Regions from separate parts of the Callithrix jacchus genome. Here region 2 is linked to region 1. A link is a contact called in public Hi-C data. All regions are on one chromosome and are shown on one strand. Each heading gives the region's core, a stretch centred on a gene start, on an enhancer-like site or on the middle of the called end of the contact. The rest is flanking DNA. Distances are from core to core; before and after follow the strand shown.

What was found. A called contact is a pair of places that touch in the nucleus more often than the background predicts.
Region 2: a Hi-C map of skeletal muscle shows a contact between it and region 1, with 5 times the contacts expected there. The contact joins the enhancer-like site here to the promoter of ATXN1 in region 1. A contact is called at or near these places in 3 of 3 Hi-C or Micro-C datasets (induced pluripotent stem cells and skeletal muscle).

What each region holds. Positions count from the first base shown.
Region 1 is chr4:13,913,073-13,918,327 of calJac240_pri, forward strand. It overlaps ATXN1 (ataxin 1), which reads left to right and starts at 1,966. Exons shown (of 8, transcript XM_078368284.1): 1 at 1,966-2,146. It overlaps LOC128931873, which reads left to right and starts at 2,575. Exons shown (of 4, transcript XM_054254650.2): 1 at 2,575-3,388. The coding sequence starts at 2,575. LOC144576580 (a long non-coding RNA gene) reads left to right here and starts at 1,966. Exons shown (of 8, transcript XR_013533693.1): 1 at 1,966-2,146.
Region 2 is chr4:14,168,320-14,173,574 of calJac240_pri, forward strand. All of the region lies in intron 4 of ATXN1 (ataxin 1), which reads left to right. The region is part of intron 5 of LOC144576580 (a long non-coding RNA gene); the gene reads left to right. Among named protein-coding and RNA genes, the nearest start is that of ATXN1, 260 kb to the left of the region's middle. Within about 2 kb of position 2,687, at least 4 of the 16 cell types and tissues checked have an H3K27ac peak or open chromatin away from gene starts, as enhancers often do. A contact at or near this core is called in skeletal muscle, where this site is marked.

The sequences.
Region 1 (5,255 bases), core at 716-3,215:
TTTTATGGAAGCTGTCTGAAACTGACATGAAAAGTCCAGTAATAATACCGGCAGCATCTCCTATATACAAAGCCAACAAGCTTCTGCTTCTTTCTGAAGTCGACTTTGTCAAGTAGGGGGTTGGGGGCGGGGGTGAGGATAGGGGTGTGGGATATTTTACCCAGTTATGCTCTGACGCGCTAACCTTCACCTTGACAAAACAAAACCTATCAGAGCCTTTTCAGGAAACTGATGTTAACTGTCCACTAGAGGCTGTAAGGAGACCAACAATGTCACTTTAGACTAACCCGAGGTTTCAAACTGTAACAATCATCGATTTTTAAATGGGGGGGGGAGTTGTAGAAATGAGTAAGAGTGAACAGTAGTAGTTACATTTAAATAGCCACTTACATGTGCACGGCATATCAAAAATGTGAGAAAAAATATTTCCGGGGCTCTGCACTTTCCTCGCTCGTACGTTTATTATTTCAGGAGCACGTAGGCTCTTGCAGGCCAGAGTTGTGTAAAACCTGACACATGTTTTGATCATTCTCTGCCCTGCCTCAGTGGGTGACTAACCGTTAGGTCATAAGTAAACTCAGCCAAAAGGTCTCTCAAATACAGCTTACAGTCAAGAGCGGTGGCTTTCAGAAAGAAACTTACGCGAAGGGGTCATGTTTCCAGACACCTAGTTCTAAGCACCTGAAGGAGGTCAAATGTTGCCCGACACCTACTGGCCTTCCAGAATCATCTGCAGCAAAAACGCCACGCTGAGCGCCCGTAGTCTGGAGGCACCTCCCAGTCCTCCAGGTGCCACACCTGTTGGCAATGTTAGCCCAGCCGACGAAGATTCCTTCGCGTGGAGGTCACACCTGGCGGCGGGACAGGCGGAGGGGCGGGCGGGGTGGTGGGAGTCGCGGACCGCACTAAAACACAGAGTCCAGACTCAAGTTCTTCATCGATTCCCGAGAGCTGCCATTTGATGCTCCGGTGGCTTTCTCTGTCTCTTACACTGGTTACCTCATTTCCGATTAAATTAATGATCCCAAATTAGCTGCGAGAGGAGTGCGCGGGTCTCCTTTCCAGGCTAGAGCGGAGTAAGTAGCTCCAGATCGAAGCCGATTTCCGGACCTGCGGAGAGAGCGAGGGCACGGCCGGGCGTTCTCAGGCAGCGAAGGTGAGGGCGCCTGTGCAGTCGGGGGGCCCGGGAAACTTTGCGGAGTTGCACGCAGAGGCAATCCCCGAGGCCCCCGGGCCTGGGTTCCCGAACGCCGCAGCGACGCCGGTTTGCGGGTTAAATAACGTGCAGCTGATGATCGGAGGGAGCCCTTTTAGACGCGGCTCGGGGCGCCGGGGACCCAGGGCACGTTGGGATTAGAACCCGCCGACCTCCCCTCCCCCCTGGGGTGTTTCATTGGCTGCCAGCTGAAGCCTGACACCCCTTGGGGGAGTCCCCCAGGTTGCCTGAGCAGCGCCCCGCGGTCGCTCGGTCCCCTCCAACTAGGTGCAGGGACCCAGGGAGGCGCTCGAGGACCGACCGGTCACCGCTCCAATTACCTCATCGCGCAGCTCCCCGCCCCCTTCCCAAACCTGGAAGGAACCTTGCCCTCCACCCCGCTCCTCCCCTCCCCCGCGGCCCGTCCCGAGCCACTCTTGGGGAAAGGTGCCCGCCTCCCCGGGCCGCGCGCCGCGAAGGGTTAAGGGCGCGGGCCAGCCGCCGCGCGGTGCGCTCAGGGCTCGGTGCTGCTCGCCGGGCCGCCCGCCAGAGGGTGCCCCCCACCCCCATGAAGTCGGATCCTTGAGCTGCGGCGGCGGCAGCCAACTGCTCCATATTTGGCTTCTATTACACATTTACATACTGGAGCGAGCGAGCGAGCGAGCGAGCGCGAGAGAGCGCGAGGGAGGGAGGGCGGAGGGAGGAGGGAGGGGAGGGAAGCGGGAGGAGGGGGAGGAGGAGGAGGAGGAGGAGGAGGAGGAGGAGAGAGCAGAGTATACCGCAGACATCATTTCTACTACAGTGGCGGAGCCGTACAGGACCTGTTTCACTGCAGGGGGATCCAAAACAAGCCCCGGGGAGCAGCAGCCAGAGCAAGAGCAGCCGCCAGACATTGTTTCTCTCCCTCTGCCCCCCTTCCCCACGCAACCCCAGATCCATTTACACTTTACAGTAAGTGGCTATTTTTTTTCCTCCTCTGATTCTTTTCCCCCCTCCCCCATCCCCTTCTCCCCTTATTTAGATTAAAATCCCTCCTCTCCCTATCTCCCGAGAGGGGCAAAAGCAACAACCAGCAAACAAACCCTAAAACCCCAATCGGCTGCACGGAAAACAGCTGGAAGAGGAGCGAAGGGAATCGACGCGTCGTGTTGTGTGTGTGTGTGCGTGCGTGTGTGTGTACATACAACCGTCCCCGGTTCCAGGCTCCCAGGCCGACACCCCCACTCTGGGCGCAGGGGCGGCCGTTCGGGGGGGCTGTCAGGGGCCGGGTGGGCGCCCGCCGGGCTAGGGGGCGCGCCCGGGCGGGGGGCGCGGGCAGGGAGAGCGGCGGCGGCGCCCCGCTCTGGAGACTGCTGGTCCGGTCGCGAGTGCCGAGAGCCATGTCCTCCTCCCTCCGGGTGGCGCAGGGGGAGGCGGCGGCGGCCGGGGTGGGGGGCTGGTCCCTTTCCCGGCCGCCCTCTTCCCATTCCTCCTCTCCGGAGAGGGCGGTGAGAGAGGGGGGGTCTCGGGGAGGGCTGCACTTCCCCGCGGGTGGACGCCCGGCCTCGGCGCCCCTGGGCGAGGGTCTTCCCTCCGTGGCCGGCCTCGCCGGCTGTACGGCTGTGGGCTGGGAAGGGACTGCTCCAGCCAAGGGGCCGGGACTTTGCGCTCGGCCGGGTGCCAGGCGGGGGGCGCGGAGGGGTGGCCTCGGGGACCCCGCGGGGGTAGCGGGTGTGCGGGTGCCTGGAGCGCGGCTGGAGTGGCGGTGGCGGCCCTGGCTGCCGCCGCCACCGCCGCCCTGTTGGTGCGGCCGCTTCCTGATCCTGTGCAGCGGCCGCCGCCGCCCGGAGCCGCGAGCCCGCGAGCGCCCCAGTCCGGGCCGGCGCCCCTGCCAGCGCCCGCGGCAGGAACCGAGGAGCCGCGGCAGGCGCTGCCCGGAGCCGGGAGTGAACGGCTGCGCGGCTGCTGGGAGGGTGAATGAAGCCAGGAGGAGGGGAAGGAGGAGGAGGCGGCGGCGGAGGAGGAGGAGGAGGCGCTGCGGGGATTGGGATGCGCCCTGGAGCCCCGCTGCTCGTTCACTCTGGGCCGGGCCGAAGACTCTGCCACTCCCGGGGCCGGGGCCGCCGCCGCCGCCGCCTCCTACGTGGTTCCAGCGCTGCGCTCAGGCCGGTCCCGCAGGGGGCAGGGAAGGGGGCCGGACGGGCGGAGCGAGAGGTGAGGCGGTGTCGGAGCGCGGCGTGTGAGTGAGTGTGTGAGTGAGTGTGAATGTGTATATGTGTGTGTGCGTGCGCGCCGGGCGGGGGGCGAGGGCTGTCGTGATGCGGAGGGGGCCCCTCCTCGGCCACTTGGCTGACTCTGCATCGCCCGACCCCTTCTCAGCCCCCCGCCTTCAGGCTGCCTTCTTGAACTCCGAGGCTGTGCTTTCATTTTATTTCAAACCACGTAGGGGGCTGACTGGAAGCGGTGAAACAATTCAGGTTTTCTAGGGAGATTGAGCAAGAACCTTAGCGGGGGGTGGAAGTAGGGTGGTGATCCAGACTCTGCCAGAAAACAAAACAAAACAAAAAGATCAGTTTCTAAGGACGGCAGGGGTTCGGTTCGAGCCGGTGGCTGGTCTGTTTTGTTTTGCTTTCTTGGTATTATCCTACAGATAAAAAGGTAATGTAAATACTTGAGAAGATTGGGAAATTGCTGAAGAGTAGTAAGGGCAAAAAAAAAAAAAAAAAAAAAAAAAAAAAAAAGCCAGTCGGAAGAAGCTGGTTATATAATGCGCGATGTGGCTAACAAGAAAGGCAAGCTATTTTTATTTTGTTTACCGTATGCTGTGCAGTAGGGACTCCTCCAAACTGGTTCTGTCCCCGAAGAGATTCTGAGCTTCCCTGTGAGATCCACAGGATACAATTAGCAAAATTAGAAGACCCTATTACACCCACAGAATAAAAACTGGTGCCTTACAGTGGCTTTCTGCCTGCACATTCGTGCATGCACAGGAATGTGTGTATGCAAATAAGTTCTCCTTTGGCAATCTAGTAGTGCACATCTCAATGACATTTGCGTTTTATAATGCAGGCTGTTTTTAATATTTAAACATTGTCGTTATATATTGCACACAGCAGTGGGTAGTTACTTGGTGGTTATTTTTAGGCATAGCTACTTTTTCAACAGTGTTAGCTAAGACATTTCCGTTTGGGTTTTTTAGGAGGCTGCAGTTCCTAGAAGCCCCCGTTAAGCCCACCCTTCGGTTTATTTGGTGGGTAAAGGTAGTTTGATACTTAGGCTTTTTTTTTTTTTTTGGAATGAAGCTTATGCCTGAGGAAACCACCAGAGAGAAGAGAAAATCCTGCACAGGAACTCTTGGAAAGGGATTGCACCATAACGGCTAATGCTGTGGCACTTAATCTCCTCTGATTGCCCTCTCGCTGTGCATGCATCAGTCAATATTTTAGCAGCTCTGCAAATAAATGGACTTGAATGCCATCTTCTACATAAAGCAGAGGTTGAAGGGCTCCCTTGAACCTCCTGGCTGGCTGTCAGTGGTGTAGGTTTTCAGTGCACTTACTCCAGCCCTGATCACTCATGTAATTAGATCAGGCTGCCATGGCAACAGACAGTGTTCCTCGTCCATTCAGGTGGGTTTGTCTTGTGCCTGAACTACTCCAAATGTTTTATGCACAGCATTTATGCTGCCCAAGCTAGACGAAAGACTCCACTATTTCAATTGCATCTTCTTTCAGTCATTTGGATGGGAGACACTGAAGGAGGCTTCTAGCTACTCAACTTTTATAAAGGAGACCAACAAGCTGTTCTTCCTAGGTGCAGTATGTAAATGCGTCTCCCCATACAGTGAAAGGAGCCTGACAATCCTGCTGGTGTTTATTGTGAGCAGATCAACAAGTATTTGGTACTTGTTAGAAACCTTTCAGAGCTTACTAAAGCAACATTTCTTTTGCAGTCTGGTGCCTTTGGCCATGCAGGCACTTAACCCTTTCAAGTGTGAAGAGCGTTCATCCTTTGGAACCTATATTGCCCATAGCAATGGCTGGATTTCTAAAGGATTTACTCAGAGGAATAACTTATTCGG
Region 2 (5,255 bases), core at 1,437-3,936, 260 kb after region 1:
AGACATGATTGGTTACCAAACGATATAATAATAGAGAAAATAAAAGCTATTGTATTAGTCAGGATAGGATAAACTTCTGTTGCAGAAACGATCAACCCTATACTTTCAGTAGCTTAGCAAAATAAAACTTTATTTCTCGCTGGGCATGGTGGCTCACGCCTGTAATCCCAGCACTTTGGGAGGCTGAGGCGGGTGGATCACGAGGTCAAGAGATCGAGACCATCCTGGTCAACATGGTGAAACCCCATCTCTACTAAAAATACAAAAAATTAGCTGGGCATGGTGGCGCACGCCTGTAATCCCAGCTACTCGGGAGGCTGAGGCAGGAGCATTGCCTGAACCCTGCAGGCAGAGGTTGCGGTGAGCCGAGATCGCACCATTGCACTCCAGCCTGGGTAACAAGAGCGAAACTCCGTCTCAAAAAAAAAAAAAACAACAAGAAAAACAACTTTATTTCTCATTCATCAGTGACCGCCGTGGATGCAGTGTTGCTCCAGGACAGCTGTCCTCCGTGCATAACCCCACGATGCAGTCTGCTTTGATCTTTTAATCCTGCCATCTAGGGGCCTTTCATGATCACTGGAAGAGAGAAAAATTGGAAAATTGCACCAGTAATTAAATGCTTCCAAGCTTTGGCCTAGAAGGGACACTTGTCACCTGCTATGTCTAAGCGTGGCTTTTAGCCTTATATATAACTCACATCATCCCAGTCATCTCACATATCACACAGTAGGTGCTCGATCAGTGTGTAGGGTAAAAGCATGAATGAGCGTAAAAACGCACCGTGAGTTGCTCCTGATACTGTTGTAGCTGTAATGTACCTGGCAGACCCCAAAGCCCAGGCTTGGAACGATCCGATCTGGCTCAAAAATATTTGCTAAAATTAAAAGAGCATTAATAAAAACAACAGAGTCCGAGTGCAGTAGCTCACGCCCGTAATCCCAGCACTTTGGGAGGCTGAGGCAGGCAGATCATGAGGTCAGGAGTTCGAGACCAGCCTGACCAACATGGTGAAACCCTGGCTCTACTAAAAATACGAAAATTAGCCAGGCATGGTGGCAGGTACCTATAATCCCAGCTACTCAGGAGGCTGAGGTATGAGAATCACTTGAACTCAGATGCAGTGAGCCAAGATCGTACCATTGCACTTCCGCCTAGGCAACAGAGCCAGACTCAAAAAAAGAAAAATAGTTAATATTAATTAGCTATGGTGATTGGACAATCATAAGGACATGGGCAAATCAATTTCAACTTAGCAGGTGGCAAAACTCACACTAAAGGCCTGGCCTGCCAGACACTGGCCTTGCTTAGACGTATCACTATCTAACAGTCCACAGCTCAATGCACAGTTCACAAGTTACCTGGTCCCATCTTGTCTTTCTGACCTTGTTCTTCCTGAATGAGGCAGAGATCCTTATGCTTGTTTAAAAATTAAGAAGCTTTATTAAGGCAAAGTGAACCTGTCCGGGATGCTCCCATGATTCCATCCCAGATGCATGGACCACTCCGTCCCATCCCCCTCCTGCATCCGCTTCTCTCATGCTTTCGTCTTTCATCTGGGATCCTGGTGAACAGACCACAATTCAGCTCCAGATCAGAGAAAGGGGCTTCCAGACAGGGGCCACACGTACACTGAGCAAAACACAACAACCGAGCATGTAAAGTAAGTTGGAAGCTTCATGTGGACTCAACTTGGAAAATAGAAAGCTCATAAAGAGAAAGGGGGAGGCTGCCTTGGACAAGGAGATGGGGGTCGCATCACATATGTCAAATCAAAGAATGGGGACCCCTCAACCACGTTTGCTGCATGTGCATCACGTGGTGAAGAGAAACCTGACCGCAAGAAGGCCCATAGTCCCAGCCAGTGACAGATTCCCAAGACCTGGTGCTTGTTGTTGGTTTGGGCTTTGGGGATGGTGGCGGCATGGAGGGAGAAGTGATCATAGTGTAAATGAGCAGTGCTGTAGAGGGGTCCTGAATTGGGGGTTGGCAGTCACTGGAGATTTTTCAACAAGTTGGGGTTGTGACCAACCATGTTTTGGTGAGATGAGCTTTATGGCTATGTCCACAGCCTGTGAGATGGTGGAGAAAACAGAGACTGGGTCCCAGAGGGAAGGCAGTTGCAGGCGTAAGGAGATAAGGTTCTGAGAACTGTAAAGGGAGCCTTATAAAGGAACAGATGTGGGGGGCACTACAAAGAAAGAGTTGACCAACCTGAGCACCTGTTTGGATATAAGAAACAAGGAAAGGAAAGGAGTCAGAGGGAACCCAGTTTGAGCCCAGGTAGCCACTGGAAGGTGTCCTGTGTTACACTTTGTGGATATTATTTTAATAGCAGTGTCATCCCATGAGATGGAGCTTCTGTGGCAGAACCCAGGGATAACCTGGCCACCACACATGCCCACTTTGAGCATCTGAGTGTTCCCTATCCCCACACCCCTTCCTCCCTTCGAGCTCTCCCTCCCTCCCTCCCTCCCCAAGGTTTAGGATCAAATCTTAAATCAGCAGCAAAACTGTCAGGCTGAAATTTCATCTCCATCCTGGCCCTCTAGTGGAGATAAAATGGTTTAAATGTGGGCGAGAAAGTAAAACGGAATGTGTGGTTGCTGAGTCTAGCTGTTGTTAACAGCGGGCTCACTGTCTAGCCATGAGAGCTGTCCCTCTTCTGCTGGTGTGCCTTGCAATCAGACGCAGCCTCCCTGTGGCTCTGGGACGTGATGGGATATGTCTTGCCGGTTGGTAAAATTTTTGCAAGCTAATGGTTTTAATTTTTTTGTTGTTTTAGCTCCACAAGGCCACTGCACACTGTGATCATGGCCTTTTTGATCCAACAAGAAGGTGTCAGTTTGGGTTTGAGAGAAAGGAGGAAGAAGGCTGTTGGGTAGGAGAGAGGAGGGATGTGTTGCACTCCTGTTTTGCTTTCTGGGACTGGCTGGTCCTGTCACTTTTCATAGCTGCCTGGCTCTAGTGGCAGAAGAGAGTCTAATGAGAGAAGCTACTGCTGTGTGAAGCTCGTACACAGCGATTCTTCAGCTCCAGGGAATCAGAGTGAGCTCCTGAGCTCCCTGGGATTCAGGGGTGCCTCAGCCCCAAATCTTTTCCCCCTGCATTTAGACTAGAACTGGAAAGATGCTACTGGTGGAGAGGAGAATTCCTGACATCCTGCTTTTCTTTTCTACTTTCTGCATGTATGGGTCTGTGAAGCAGCCGCCTCTGGCAGAGGTGCAGGAAGTGTGACAGAATGGGAAAGCTTTGAAGTCACTGTCTCCCTCCCTCTGGCAACCGGGGCTACCCTTGCTGGTCAGAACCTTCTGCTTACTGTAATGACAGACACCCGAGTTGCTGCTCTTGCTGGTGGTTCTCCCACTTCTTCAAACCAGCAAGGCATAGGACCCCACTTGACTTGGAAGACACGTGGCGTTCTTGTTCATTTCAGTCCCTCTCACATCCCCATAATATCGCCATGGCCTGGTAGATTGATTTGTGAGTAAGATTCCTTCCAAATAGCAAGATGATCGGAAGCTTCTATCTTTTCCAGGGGAGGTGCATATTTAAACAGACAGGCTAAGCTATTTATAGAGTGTAATGTATTGTGTTACGGGGAAAAGGTGGAAGTCAACGGTGATGTTCTATTCCCCGTTTCCTATAGTTGCAAGCATTTTTTCTTGCTAGTCCTAGACACTTTAAACATTTTGAATCTCCAGTGATATCTGCATTCTTTTGATATACTTTGTGTAGAAACTCAAGCAGGAACAGGCTTCAGAGTCAGCTAACCAAAGAATCTTGGGGCTTTGATCACTTTCCATTAGCACAAACAGTAATCTCTGCCCTGTCGGATTTTGTTTGAAAGGACATTTGCTGTTTAATGAAGAGAAACATGTTGCTGGGTTTTTAATATGTCTTCCAGGCTCATAAGCTGAAAAATTCATACGTGAGATTAGTTCTGTTGTTGTAGAAGGGATTCTGCATGCCCCAAACATTTTCCTAGCCGTTGGCTGAACTTTTGAAATGTGCTTGTACTATGAGAACAGATACTGAACAGATAATTTACTTAGAAAAACTTCTGTTTCAATGGCGATTCCCAGGGGTCACTCAACCACAGCTTACTAGATAATATCTGGTCAAAAGAAACGTGAGTGCAAGAAGGACACGTGATCGTAGCCACCAACAAATTCCTAGAAAGTGCCTCTTGTTGCCATTTCTGGTTGGGAGGTGATGGTGATGGCAGGCGGAGGGTCTAAGCCACTCTCTGTCTCTCTTGTAATGTACATTCTGCTGTTACTGTAGCTCGTGGCATTGATTCTCACCCTGACCTGTGGGAGGGAGGGAACGGCTGTTTGTTTCTGTTGGTGTCTGAAAATCTGTGGATGTAACTATTTGAAAAAGCAGACTACAGGGCCTGCTCAGCCCATTCTATTTTTCTTCACTTTTTAACCGATTAGGAGAAAAAAAAAGGGCCAGCATTCTACAGTTGTCTTTATCTTTAAAAGAGAGCACCTCTTTATAATGCTTAGATCTTGGAAATGCTGTTGTTTTTATTTAGTATTTGAAAAGCTAACTATGGTGACATTTGTCCTGGGAGTGCAGGCCCCTAATTGAGAGAGATCAGTAAACACAGCAGCGACTTTGCTTTTCATTTGAAACGCGTTACTCTTCTTAGAGCGGAGGGGTGACTTGAGACGTTCCTGTTTTCACATCTAGCTATTTCCTGGTTCTGTGATCATAATAAATTCCATAGCTCCAAAACATTAGAGCAAATTGTGTCTTCTGTAGGAGTGATTTACGGATACTCAAACAAATGGTGCTTTCCGAGGAAGGAGAACTGCGTATGAAAACTATGTGGCAAACCTTTCATACCTGCCGTGGTGGCACAGCTTCTGAGGAGCTGGCTTTCAGGGTAATAATATCTTTATCGCCCCGGTGCTGAATTGAGGGAGAGGCCTTTGTGTGTACTGTTGCCAACTAACCCCTGGCTGCCTCAGGGTGTCCTGCCTGGTGATTAAACCCATGAGTGTGTACAAAGACTAGAGGCACCATTTGAGGAGAAAGATGCGGGCTGGAGAGGTGAGGTTAGAGTCTTGCCGTTATGAGCTTAGGTGCAGAAGGAAGCCAAGCTACCTGGAAGATCACCTGGTTGCAAAGGCAATGACTAAAGGCAGTGTGGTGGCCTGGGACTGACCATCAGCCGCTTCTCGCTCATTCTCCTCAGAACCGAGGACTGTTTTCTTCAGCCTTCCCCAGCCTCACTTATCTTC